Regions from separate parts of the Mus musculus genome. Here all the other regions are linked to region 2. The links are chromatin contacts, called in public Hi-C and HiCAR-type maps. All regions are on one chromosome and are shown on one strand. The core of a region is the stretch at or near the end of the contact, and the rest is flanking DNA. Distances in the headings are between cores, read along the strand shown.

What was found. Hi-C and Micro-C count contacts between places; a contact is called where the count stands out from the background. HiCAR-type assays count read pairs that join an accessible place to other places.
Region 1: a contact with region 2 is called in a Hi-C map of uterus. The contact joins two enhancer-like sites. A contact is called at or near these places in 3 of 484 Hi-C or Micro-C datasets (bone marrow-derived macrophages and uterus) and 2 of 115 datasets of contacts at active chromatin or transcription factors (acute myeloid leukemia and fibro-adipogenic progenitors).
Region 3: a HiCAR-type map of fibro-adipogenic progenitors shows a contact between it and region 2, with 6 times the contacts expected there. The contact joins two enhancer-like sites. A contact is called at or near these places in 1 of 484 Hi-C or Micro-C datasets (bone marrow-derived macrophages) and 1 of 115 datasets of contacts at active chromatin or transcription factors (fibro-adipogenic progenitors).

Annotation. Positions count from the first base shown.
Region 1 is chr4:58,662,248-58,666,233 of GRCm38.p6, reverse strand. No RefSeq gene overlaps it. Among named protein-coding and RNA genes, the nearest start is that of Lpar1, 110 kb to the right of the region's middle. Within about 2 kb of position 2,418, at least 18 of the 459 cell types and tissues checked have an H3K27ac peak or open chromatin away from gene starts, as enhancers often do. A contact at or near this core is called in uterus, where this site is marked.
Region 2 is chr4:58,328,980-58,332,467 of GRCm38.p6, reverse strand. The region is part of intron 6 of Musk (muscle, skeletal, receptor tyrosine kinase); the gene reads right to left. Among named protein-coding and RNA genes, the nearest start is that of Musk, 45 kb to the right of the region's middle. Within about 2 kb of position 1,422, at least 55 of the 459 cell types and tissues checked have an H3K27ac peak or open chromatin away from gene starts, as enhancers often do. A contact at or near this core is called in fibro-adipogenic progenitors and uterus, where this site is marked.
Region 3 is chr4:58,763,760-58,767,244 of GRCm38.p6, reverse strand. No RefSeq gene overlaps it. Among named protein-coding and RNA genes, the nearest start is that of Olfr267, 20 kb to the left of the region's middle. Within about 2 kb of position 2,029, at least 18 of the 459 cell types and tissues checked have an H3K27ac peak or open chromatin away from gene starts, as enhancers often do. A contact at or near this core is called in fibro-adipogenic progenitors, where this site is marked.

The DNA of each region.
Region 1 (3,986 bases), core at 1,169-3,668, 330 kb before region 2:
TGCAATGGTTGTCTGTGAGCATCTGTTTCTGTATTTGTCAGGCTCTGGCAGAGACTTTTAAGAGACAGTTATGTCAGGCTCCTGCGGGAAGCACTTCCCGGCATCCACAATAGCGTCCAGGTTTGGTGACTGTATATGGGATGGATCCCCAGGTGGGGCAGATAATGTCCAGGATGTGGAGAAAGAGAAACACTCCTCCATTACTGGTAGGATTGCAAGCTGGTACAACCACTCTGGAAATCAGTCTGGCGGTTCCTCAGAAAACTGGACATAGTACTACCTGAGGATACAGCTATACCACTCCTGGGCATATACCCAGAAGATGCTCTAACAGGTAATAAGGCCACATGTTCCACTATGTTCATAGCAGCCATATTTATAATAGCCAGAAGTTGGAAACAACCCAGATGTCTCTCAACAGAGGAATGGATACAGAAAATGTGGTACATTTACACAAGGGAGTACTACTCAGCTATTAAAAACAATTACTTCATGAAATTCACAGGCAAATGGATGGAACTTTAAATATTATCCTGAGTGAAGTAACCCAGTCACAAAAGAACACACATGGTATGCACTCACTGATAAGTGGATATTAGCCCAAAAGCTCTGAATACCCAAGATATAATTCGTAGACCACATGAAGTTCAAGAAGAAGGAAGACCAAAGTGTGGGTGCTTCAGTGCTTCTTAGAAGGGGGAACAAAATAATCACAGGAGGAAATATGGAGACAAAGTATGGAGCAGAGACTGAAGGAAAGGCCATCTAGAGATGGCCTCATTACTCAGTTTGGCGCAAGCTGAAGCCATTTGCATGATGTGCTGTTCATTTGGAAGGATCTTACAGCCTTACGTCTCAGTTCATTTCCGTGGCAGACCCTGCTTCCTATGAGATTTCCAACTACATCAGTCACCCCTATCAGAGATCCAGGTTGTAGTACAAACCCATGGGGCCTGGGATTTAAAAAATAAAGTACACCCGGGTTTGAGGATCTGTTTCCCATTGTGACAATTAGCCATTGGTATAGTGATTTATTTTTCTCAACCGTCCATCGAACAAACCATTACTAGGTACCTGTTATTAGCCAGGACATTTCATGGGCCCTTGGGACTCAGTGCTTGGAGTTTACAACCTAGTTGGGATGATGGCTAGATGATAAAGGAGTGAGTAAACACATGTGTGCCAAAAGGTGCTAGTGCGAGCAGTGTGTAGGATGCGGTGTGAACACAGGCAACCTTCCATAGGTTTGCACTAAAGGAAGGCAGAAATGTGCTATTGCAGTTTAGGGTGAGTGGGGATTACAGGGATTGAGCGAGGGTTGTTTCTAAAGAGCCTCTAGTGCTCTTTCTACAGAAAATGAGGGTGCAGGTCAAAGAGGGAGTAATTGAAGCAGCACTGTTGCTGAGATGGAGAGAGTGAAGACATTACAGCTCAGTTGGAAGGCTCAGACAGAGGAGGGATGGGAGAGAACCAGGACAGAAGTTCAGAAAGTCTGTAGATTTGATGGTTAAGATACTGGCTGGTTGGTTCTGTTTCCTTAGTGACAAAAGACAGGTCTTCTCCTGAGACATGGGGACAATGGGCAGATGCTTGCTTGAAGAAAGTGGAAAAGGTTCAAGCCAGACCTTTTAGAGAGATGAAGAGTGAGGAAGGTGCAGATAGATGGGTGGACTGCCTTCAGCTGACGGGCCCTTTTGAGACTGTTGCCCACGGCCTGTGGGTGTAGCTCAGTGGGTCAGAGCTTGCTTCGCATGTGCAGAGTCCAGGATGTGCTGTGCTCCTATACTTGCAAGCCTAGCCCTCACTTGGCAGGTAGATGCAAGAGGTTCAGAAGTTCAAGGCCAGCCTGCCTCAAAAGTAAGAAAAATTATTAAAATGGAAAAAGAAAAGTGATCTTAACTAGAAGGGACTTTTTTTTTTGGTTTTGCTTTTCTTGTAGAAAATGCCTCTTTTATTATTTTTTTCTACTCATTTTAAAAATGATTATAGCATTGCCCTTATCCCTCTGCTTATTTATGTTTAATTTTTAAAGTATAGAACACCTCCATTCGTTGCCTTTTGAAGGCACTGCCCCCTTTCTCCGTCACTCTGACTGTCTAGAGATTGGTGGAGAGTAATGTTTAAGATTCATTTCGGAGATTCCATTTGTTTACTGAGCTTTTTTTTTCCTGGCCTGTCTAACGGATGAAGAATATTTCTTGGCAACACTAACAAACTAAAAAAAAAAAAAAAAGAGAGAGAGAGATTTATTTTCAAACAACTGCTTTCCTTCCAGATAATAGCAAATTACATAAAACATTTCTAGGTCAACCAAGGCAACTGAGAAATTTTGATTTTGACCATGGCTGAGACAATTTGCTGTGGAGATGGCCGCAGGCACACAGAGGCTCCCTAAGCCAGTTGGGGGCTGTAATTGATTTCATATGTGCTCTGAGTAATTCCGCAGATAAATGTCCCAGAGGTAGGGTTGCTGGGGAGTGCCTTGGCTGTTTCTAATAAAACCTTTTCTTAAAATCCCAAGGCTTTCTCCCCTATAGATGCACATAATTAAAGGATTTGAATGAGATGTATTCATGTTTGTTAATGACTTTCTACCTCTCTCTAATTACGACAGGAACACATAGCCTTAACTAAAAGTACAGACGTAACCAAGAGCCCAGCAACTACTGGATATTCACATACATACATCTCTCTAGCTGAGATCAGATAGGCTTGTAAAGTCACTTTTATGTGTTACCATGAGCTTTTTATTCATGTTTACAGTTTTCAAAGTATACATCCAATAGTCTTTTAACATTATATAGTAACCCACCCCCCAGTTTTCCATGCTATCTCTAGATTCCTAGAGGTAAGGCTGTTGGGGCCACCACGGGGCTTGGGCAGTCAGGAATTGGGAGGCAGGTCATAGAGCTGGTTGACACCATACTCCGCTGTACCTTTTAAACAGCAGCTCCACGCAAAACTCATTTTAAGCTAAGCTTTTGCATCAAATGATTTTCTCTAAGAGAAATATCACTATGTGCAGCTCAGGCTGGCGTTGATCTTGCTGTGTAGTCCAAGTTGGCCTTGAAGTTCTGATCCTCCCTAAATAAAACTTTTGGAGAAGTGTTCTCATGCATAGATACTTTTGCAGTCACCATTAATGGCTGTTTAACCATGTTGTATTTCTTGCCTGTTTTTCATTTCTATAGCTGAAATAAAGTTATGGGCAGCTTTGCACACACAGAGCTGGATCCTGATCTATAATGCTTTGACTTAGGGGTTTTCAATTTAATTTTAGTGACATGAAAGCTGTATGCATTCGTTGGGAGCTGTCCTTTCTCGTTCAGTTTTGCTTGTATTGTGGACTAGTGTTATCTGGTGCAGTGTGTGCTCCTGTTGCTGGACAGTCATAGTGAGTCTTAGCTCCTAGTTGAATACCATGTTCATGAGGGTAACTGTCGATACTGTGTTGTCTGTGTGTGTGTGTGTGTGTGTGTGTGCAAGTCTGTTCATGCACATGTGTGTGTGCAGGCCAGAAACTAACATCAGTGTCTTTCTCTATTGCCCTTCACCTTTTATTTTAAGACAGGGTCTCTCATTGAACCTGGAGATCATCATTTTGGCTTGACTACTTGGCCTACCAATCTCCAGGATCCATTTGTCTCTGTTCCATGCCCCAACCCAGGGCTGTGTTATAGACATGTGCTGATATTCACGTCTAGTTTTTACTTGAGGGTAGAGGATCTGAATTCATGACCTCATGCTGTCACGGGAAATACTTTCCTCCCTGAATGTCCTCTCCAGTCTCATTTTACTTATTTATATATTTTGGATATCATATTTTGTGGTTGTATTTTCACATTTGAAAAATATTCATCCACATAATGTGCCTATTTGTGTGATAAATGCATTTTTGACTTCCAGTATTTTCAAGTTATAATGAGCTTATCAGAACAGAACTATATTGTAACAAGGAACATTTGTGTGTGAGTCCCTCTGTGTGT
Region 2 (3,488 bases), core at 173-2,672:
GAAGATTGACAAAACAGTCCCAGCGAGGCTGGACCTCCTCAGCAGTCCCTTTATCTTTTGACCTCTTCAGAAGGTCACATCACTCAAGGGTATACAAATGTGCCTATCTCCCTTGACACCTGGATCTTTGGTTGGTGCAAAATTGAATTAACTTGACTTCCTATCTTTTGATATTGAGGACTCTAAGATGTGTTATTTATAACACCATTTGGGGTCAATCACTTTAAATATGTTAATGTTGTATCCCAAAGTTGAGAGGACAGAAAAGTGATAAAAATGTCATGTTCAATGACAACAGTGCTGAAAAAGTACTAAGTTTTTTTTTCTTTTAATATAGTGAATGGTTAACATGCAGTTGAATCTGTCTCTTAAAACTAAAATTGAGGGCTAGAGGTATAGTTTCCTGGGTAGAGTGATTGCCTAAGTTATACAAAGCCCTGGGTTCAGTCCCTAGCACCACATAGACCACATGGAGTAGGACATGTCTGTAATCCCAGCATTGAGGAAATAAAGGCAGGAAAATTGGAGTCCAAGTGGTCATCTTCAGCTACATGGGAGCTTGAGGTCAACATGAACTACATACCATATGACGTTATCTAAAAAATAACAACAATAACCTGGCTTTAGAAGGTCCTGGTATCTAATTAAACACCCAACAAAAATCAGAGTTCAGGAACACAAGAAGCAATATCCTGGAGATCATGTTTGTCAAACTCAGAATGCAGAAAAAAGAGGGAAGAAATCTGCTATGCTCTGAAAGAGATTTAAGGGCCATATCATCTAAGTGCTCACTTTGGATTCTTATTTTCCCCACTGAATCCAAGTTCACAGGCTGTTCTCTTTTGACAGCCAAACCCAGGCTGACCGGCATTCTAGCAGGGGTCAGCCACATAACTGTTCTTGTTTTCTGGTGATAGTAATGGAGATCTAGGCTATGCCACACATCTGTAACACATGGCTGGAATAGTGTGTGCAGGGGCTGGCACTGCAGGTTTGGAGTTGAGTCACTGTAATCGGAAGCACATGGGGCTCACTGCCTTTGAGCACTGAGAACAGTGTGGGCCTTGTAAGACTGGGAGTTGGATCATGTTGGTTTCAGTCTTGTTACAGCAGTGTTCGAATGGCTTGACTGAGCCCTTGGACTTGAAACGAGGGCCTTTTGGATAAAAACTAGGACAATAAAAACAAACTGGAAAAAATAGGAAATCTAGATTCTTTCTCCTATTTTGATTTATAGAAGCAAATGTTTTAATTCGAGAACTTCAAATTCTTCTTGGAAATGTAGTAACAAGGGTGGGTTTATTGCGTTCTGATTTACAGCATTTCTCTTTTCTTTTGGCAGCTATTGCATTATATGGATTGCCACTTAGGTACATTGCGAAACCCTTGATGGTCTATATTGCACAACACAGCTAAGCATAAGTGAGATAGTGAATAAGTCAGCCAGCTGCTCTTGCACAGCTCATCATGATGTCGAACTTCATGGATCCCCTATCCTGCCTGATCCAGTGCTTTCTAGGGGCTCTGTTTGGGCACACGTGATGGGTACTATTGGCCACATAGGTGTATCCGAGACTATAAAACTGCTAATAAATAGTTGTTCTCTCCAAAGTGGACTTCATCATTAAGTGCAGTGTGTTAAGAGAAGAAAATGACCGGAGATTACACTGAAGCCAGCCTATCCCACACTCTTGAGTTATCTCCAAAAGACAAGAGTCGGCCTTCCCTTTGCAGTAGTGACAGACATCTTCAAGCTTTCCTTTCACTTTTCCTCCTCCCAAAGGAGGTTCTAAGCACACTCCATACCTTTGGGTTCCATTGAAATGTCTTGTTTTCATTGTGCCCTCCATGCCCCTCATTCTGGTTATATTCACATATCACTTAGCACCACTTGACAACTGTGGGTCCTTTATTTATTTGTTTTGTGGCTGTCCCTCTCCCTAGGATGCAAACATTATCAAGGTCTAGCTTGGCTTTGCCCATCACTGCAGGCTGACCTATATATGTGGGTCTCTGTGTATTGCTAGATGTACCCTGCCTGGTAGAGGGTAAGAAATCATAAGTATTTGTTAAATGAATAAGTGGATGAGTAGGAGAGTGAGTGGGTGACTTTTCTGGTAAGCTAAGGCAAAAGAAGTTATTTATAGTTTGTGTAGGTCAGCCCTGCTGGACCACCATTCTTTTGCCTATCATACCTCTATGAAGGGAAAGAGCTTGATATGCGGGTGGAAGTTTACCAAAAGGTTACCAGGTCAGGACTTCTCTACCCAGACATTAAGATGAGTCATGGGAAAGGCTGGAGAGGCAAGCATGACAAACACATGTTACGCTAGTCTCCTTGTTAGCTAGATGAGAAGGCTTCCTTCTTCGATCCAGCTTTATCAGCAATAAGGCTCGTGTGTGGCTCCCCATCTGTATTGGTTTCCAGTTTTAAATGTGAAAGGTGAAGGTGGGCTGAGAGAAATTCCAAACACTTAACAACCGTCCACAACAATCCCAGCAGCTGCAACCAAAAATAAAAGTCTGGCTAACTTCATCCCCTGCAGGAATGAACTTGGATATAGTTGGATAGCAGATCCCATTGCTTCGGTGGGTAGCCACAGGCGGAGAATGCAGCCTACGTCATCAGGGAGATGCTCAGTGATCAGGGGAGCTCGGTGAGATCTGCTTCCTAGCCAGTGAAACGCGCATCAAATGTCTTTATTTTGTAATTCACTTTCATGTAAGAAAACATGTTTTTGTTATATAAGCAAGCAAAGTGCTGAATAGGAGTTTGAAATTATTTAGTGATTCGGAGAGATTTTATAACTATTTTGATGTTACACTTCTCTTGCTACAGGTAATCTGATTTCACACGATCTAATCTTCCCATGGGTGAGTATGGCAGCACTCACCAGCACTATGAACAAAAGACGTGGCCAGTGCTGAGCCTTAGGATTTTCTGTTACAGAATCTATTCACATGTTTTGGGCTTTATGTCTCTTGGGTAAACTTGCAGCCCTATTTGAAGGTCAGGAATCCTACATCAAAACAGTTTATAACAAACAGAGGCATACTTCTTCTATCCCCACCCTGAACACCTGCCGCATTCATTTTCCAAATTGCTTTCAGATTTATAACCGGTCTTATGGTTTCCATTTTAAAGGGTGTACGTGTTCAGGAGCTATGTCCATCATAATTGTTCTTGTAATATCTTGGGAAATGCAGGGAGCAGGAAACCTAGGCCAACTCCTGAAATGACAGGTCTCTCTTCTTGTTAGAGGGCAGTTCAAGAGATTTCTCAAATTTCGGCCAGTTCTCTATTTCTGAATGGTTATTTCAAAGGAACAGTGAGAGCTTAGATATTTTACTTTCTCTTACTCTTTTCCTTCTGTAGTATTTCCTACCTTCCGTTGGAGAATTCTTTATAAAGGTTTCAAGGGATCAGTGACAGGCAGGAATAAAGGAGAAAGGGAGATGACTTAAAACTAACCCAGACTGCCAGGTGG
Region 3 (3,485 bases), core at 780-3,279, 430 kb before region 2:
ATGAAAGTTCTAGGACTCTGAACACAGGCTCTCATGCTTGCACAGTGAGCACTTTACTGACTGAGCTATCTCTTTACCCTCAATCTACTAAGATGAGCTGTTTCTCTACTTTATCAGCAGATTCAGTGAAACTCATGTAAAAAAAACCTAGTGTATTTTTTTCTATATCAATTTCTAAGGAATACCAAATAACCTAAAATATTTTGCAAAAGAACGAAGTTGGAGGACTTACACTTTTGTTAGCAATACTTATTCTAGAGTTGTAGCACTTAAAACATTATGGTAATGGCACCATAATGTGCAGAACAATGGGCTAGAACTCAATGGCCAGAACTAAGTTCAGGTATCTAGTGTCAGTGGACCAGGATGCCAACAGTGTTCAGCAGGGCAAAAACCAGCCTATTTACAACAGAAATATCTTCATGCAAAAAAATGTATTTGGTCCTTATCAAACAAGTATGTGAAAGCCAAAACTATAACATTTGGAAAAACAGAGAAACAAATGTTCATGACCAAAACACAGTGGTTTCCTAGAAATGACACAAAAAAGTCTATGCAACAATACAGGTAAAGTACTAACAAATTAGTTTTGATCAAAATTAAAAATATTTGCTCATCAAAGGACACTATGAAGAAAGTGAAGAGGTAGCCCACAGAATATAAGAAAACATTAGCTAGTTAAGAATTGAATTAGTATATTATTTACCTGTTCTATGAAGAGTTTTGAAACAAAAAGACAACTGATTAGCAAGCAGGTGGAAGACTTGAATAGATAGCTACTGGAAGACATACCTGTGACCAGCAAGCACATTAAATGATGTTCATATTATTAGTCAGAGAAATTAAAGTTCAAACTATAATGAGAAACCCATGCCTTCCCATTGGAATAGCTAAAACAAGTGGGAAATAGCAAGTGCTGGCAAGGAATTGGAGAAATTGAAACTCATGCATTGCTGATGCAATAAGGTGTAGCTGCTGTGAAGAATAACTTGATAGGTCCATAAGCAATTATGTGCCCTGGAAATTCCACTTTGAGGTATATATCCAAGCAAATACTGTATACAAAGGCTCATTTCAGTACTAAAAATTCAAATAATTAAAATACAGAATGACTCATATGTTTATCAGCTGACTGATGGCTAAACAGATATGTCGTTCCTTATTCAGCCTTAAAAGTGAAGTACTGACTCATGTGACATGTATGGACCTTGAAGACATGCTAAATGAAGTAAGTCAGACACACAATCACTTGTATAGACAGTCCAGACTAGATACATTCCCTAGGAACTGAAAGTGGATTACTGATCATCTAGAGCTTCCTTTTGAAGTGATCACACAACACAGCATGAGCTAAAGTGATGAAATTCATGCTGTACGAATTTTACCTTAATAAAGAAATAAAAGTTTGATGCATATTAATTATAGTAAAAGCTTTGAAAGTTGGATGAAATAGACAAAATTGCTAGGAAAATAGAATAAATTAAATAATAAATGGAACACATATGAGACTTTTGGTAGCTAAAAATATTTTCATCAAACAACCTATATATTTTAACAAATACTCAAGGAATAAGTTACTCAAATTTTGGAACAGAAATGGGAATTTCCAAACTTGTTTTCTGGATATTGCATAATTGTGGAGTATAAACTGACCCAAAAGTACAGGCTTACTCTCATCAGACCAAAAGAAATTATGTCACTTCACAGTGTTTTACAGATGGAAATAGCATTTTATTAAAACATGCATGCTTTTCTAAATTACTCATGGGCGGCTGGCTAGGCTGCAGGCTACTCAGCCCACACATGGCTCTAAACCCCATAATGACAAGATCATGTAACAATCCAAGGGGCAATGGTACAAGGCTATCAGCAGGTATTCCTAATGCTTGAAACCCAGCTAATCTAGATTTGCATACTAACCTTTGCAGAACCCCACCTCAAAATCTTCTTCTAGCCCTGTGAAGGGAATGGGAAGGACAGAAGGCAGATTCTGCCTAGAGAAAATGAAAGCCTGTTGGGGAGGTGAGCTAATACCCAGCTGTAAGCTGAGCTAGGCTCCCCACAGAAACACTCAGTGTGTGTGTGGAATATCCTCTGAGTAACAGACCTTTCTTTGTTGATTTGAGTTATGTTTTTAGATCGCTGTTGTATAGTGTTTTAGTTTAGTATTGTAGTATGCCTTTCTTGCTCAGTGTTCACCAAAAGAGGCAGGGTTTCTTTGACCCAGGTGCCCCAAGGTAAGTATGGACATGATGCTGGACCAATAAGCCTGTCTCGTTTTAAGCAGAGGAATCCAGAAGGAGGAGATGGCAATTGCTCAGTTACCTTGTCACACCTGATTGTCCCTGTCCTGGGAGAGGTGTCGAGCTGTGGAGCAGGGTCGGTGAACTGATGTTGGGACTGACAGAGGAATGAAGTAAAGAACAGAGACCTGCCTACAGGGAGATGGAGTTCACTCTGAAGGCATGGCGGTGGGGTGGGAGTCCTGTCTAAGAAGGGCAGACATAATCACTGAGTACAAGGACTACATTAGCCATTTATTTAATTGGTGTAGGGTTGGAGAGCTCAGAGATTTATTATCTGTTCTTTCTGCTTTTGTATGGATGATGATGACCTGTGGAACTGGTTGTAAGTGAAGGTCCCTGGGCCTAGATCTCAGCAGTTCTGACTCAAAAAAACCAGTCTGGAACCCAGAAACTCGGCTTTTACAAACAGTCCTGGTGATTCTTGTGCCAGAAGGTCAGGGGCCACATTGAAAGTCCATAGTTTTCAGATGATTGTCTTTAAACATTCTTACCTTCTTATGAATCTTCATAGTATCTGTAACATAAAAAACAGAGCAAGTTTTCCTATTCTCGTGACCCTTTAATAAGTATTCCGAGCTGCTTCCATCTCCCGTATTTCTTTCTCACTCAAAGAGAAGTCAATTTCACTTCTACCTCAAGTCCTCCTTAGGAAAGTTTCGGAGATTAAAAGTTCCCTTACTTTTTTCTTAATCATTAGCTCACTCTCACCTAATTCACCCTTGGGACTGAGCCCCCTGGCCCTCTAGTTAGTAAGTGTGTATTTCCAGAGTGGCACTGCCTCTGGGGTTCTAAGCTATAATGAAGCCTCTTGAAACCCAGCTTCCTCCAGAGAAGCAAGGATTAGACTGAGACTTGTACATGGCCTAGAGGGAACAGTGTTATAATGAGGTACTGAGGTCCCACAGAAAACAATGTCTGACTTGTGTATTGTATTAACAAAGGCATTCTCTTGTGGTACATGCAGAGCTAAGTCAAAGTGGCTGTTTCTCCCAGAGGCCATGGGAAGGTGTCCTCAGAGGGAGCACCTATAATGAGGGATACAGTGCTAGGTGGATGTCCCATACTCTTTACAGATCCCTAAGCCTTTCTTGGTGACACCAGGTCCTCTCCTCAACTCCCACTTCTCTGTCTTCAGTGGGCACATGGATGAACCAAGCACACCATTCTGTGTTTATTCTC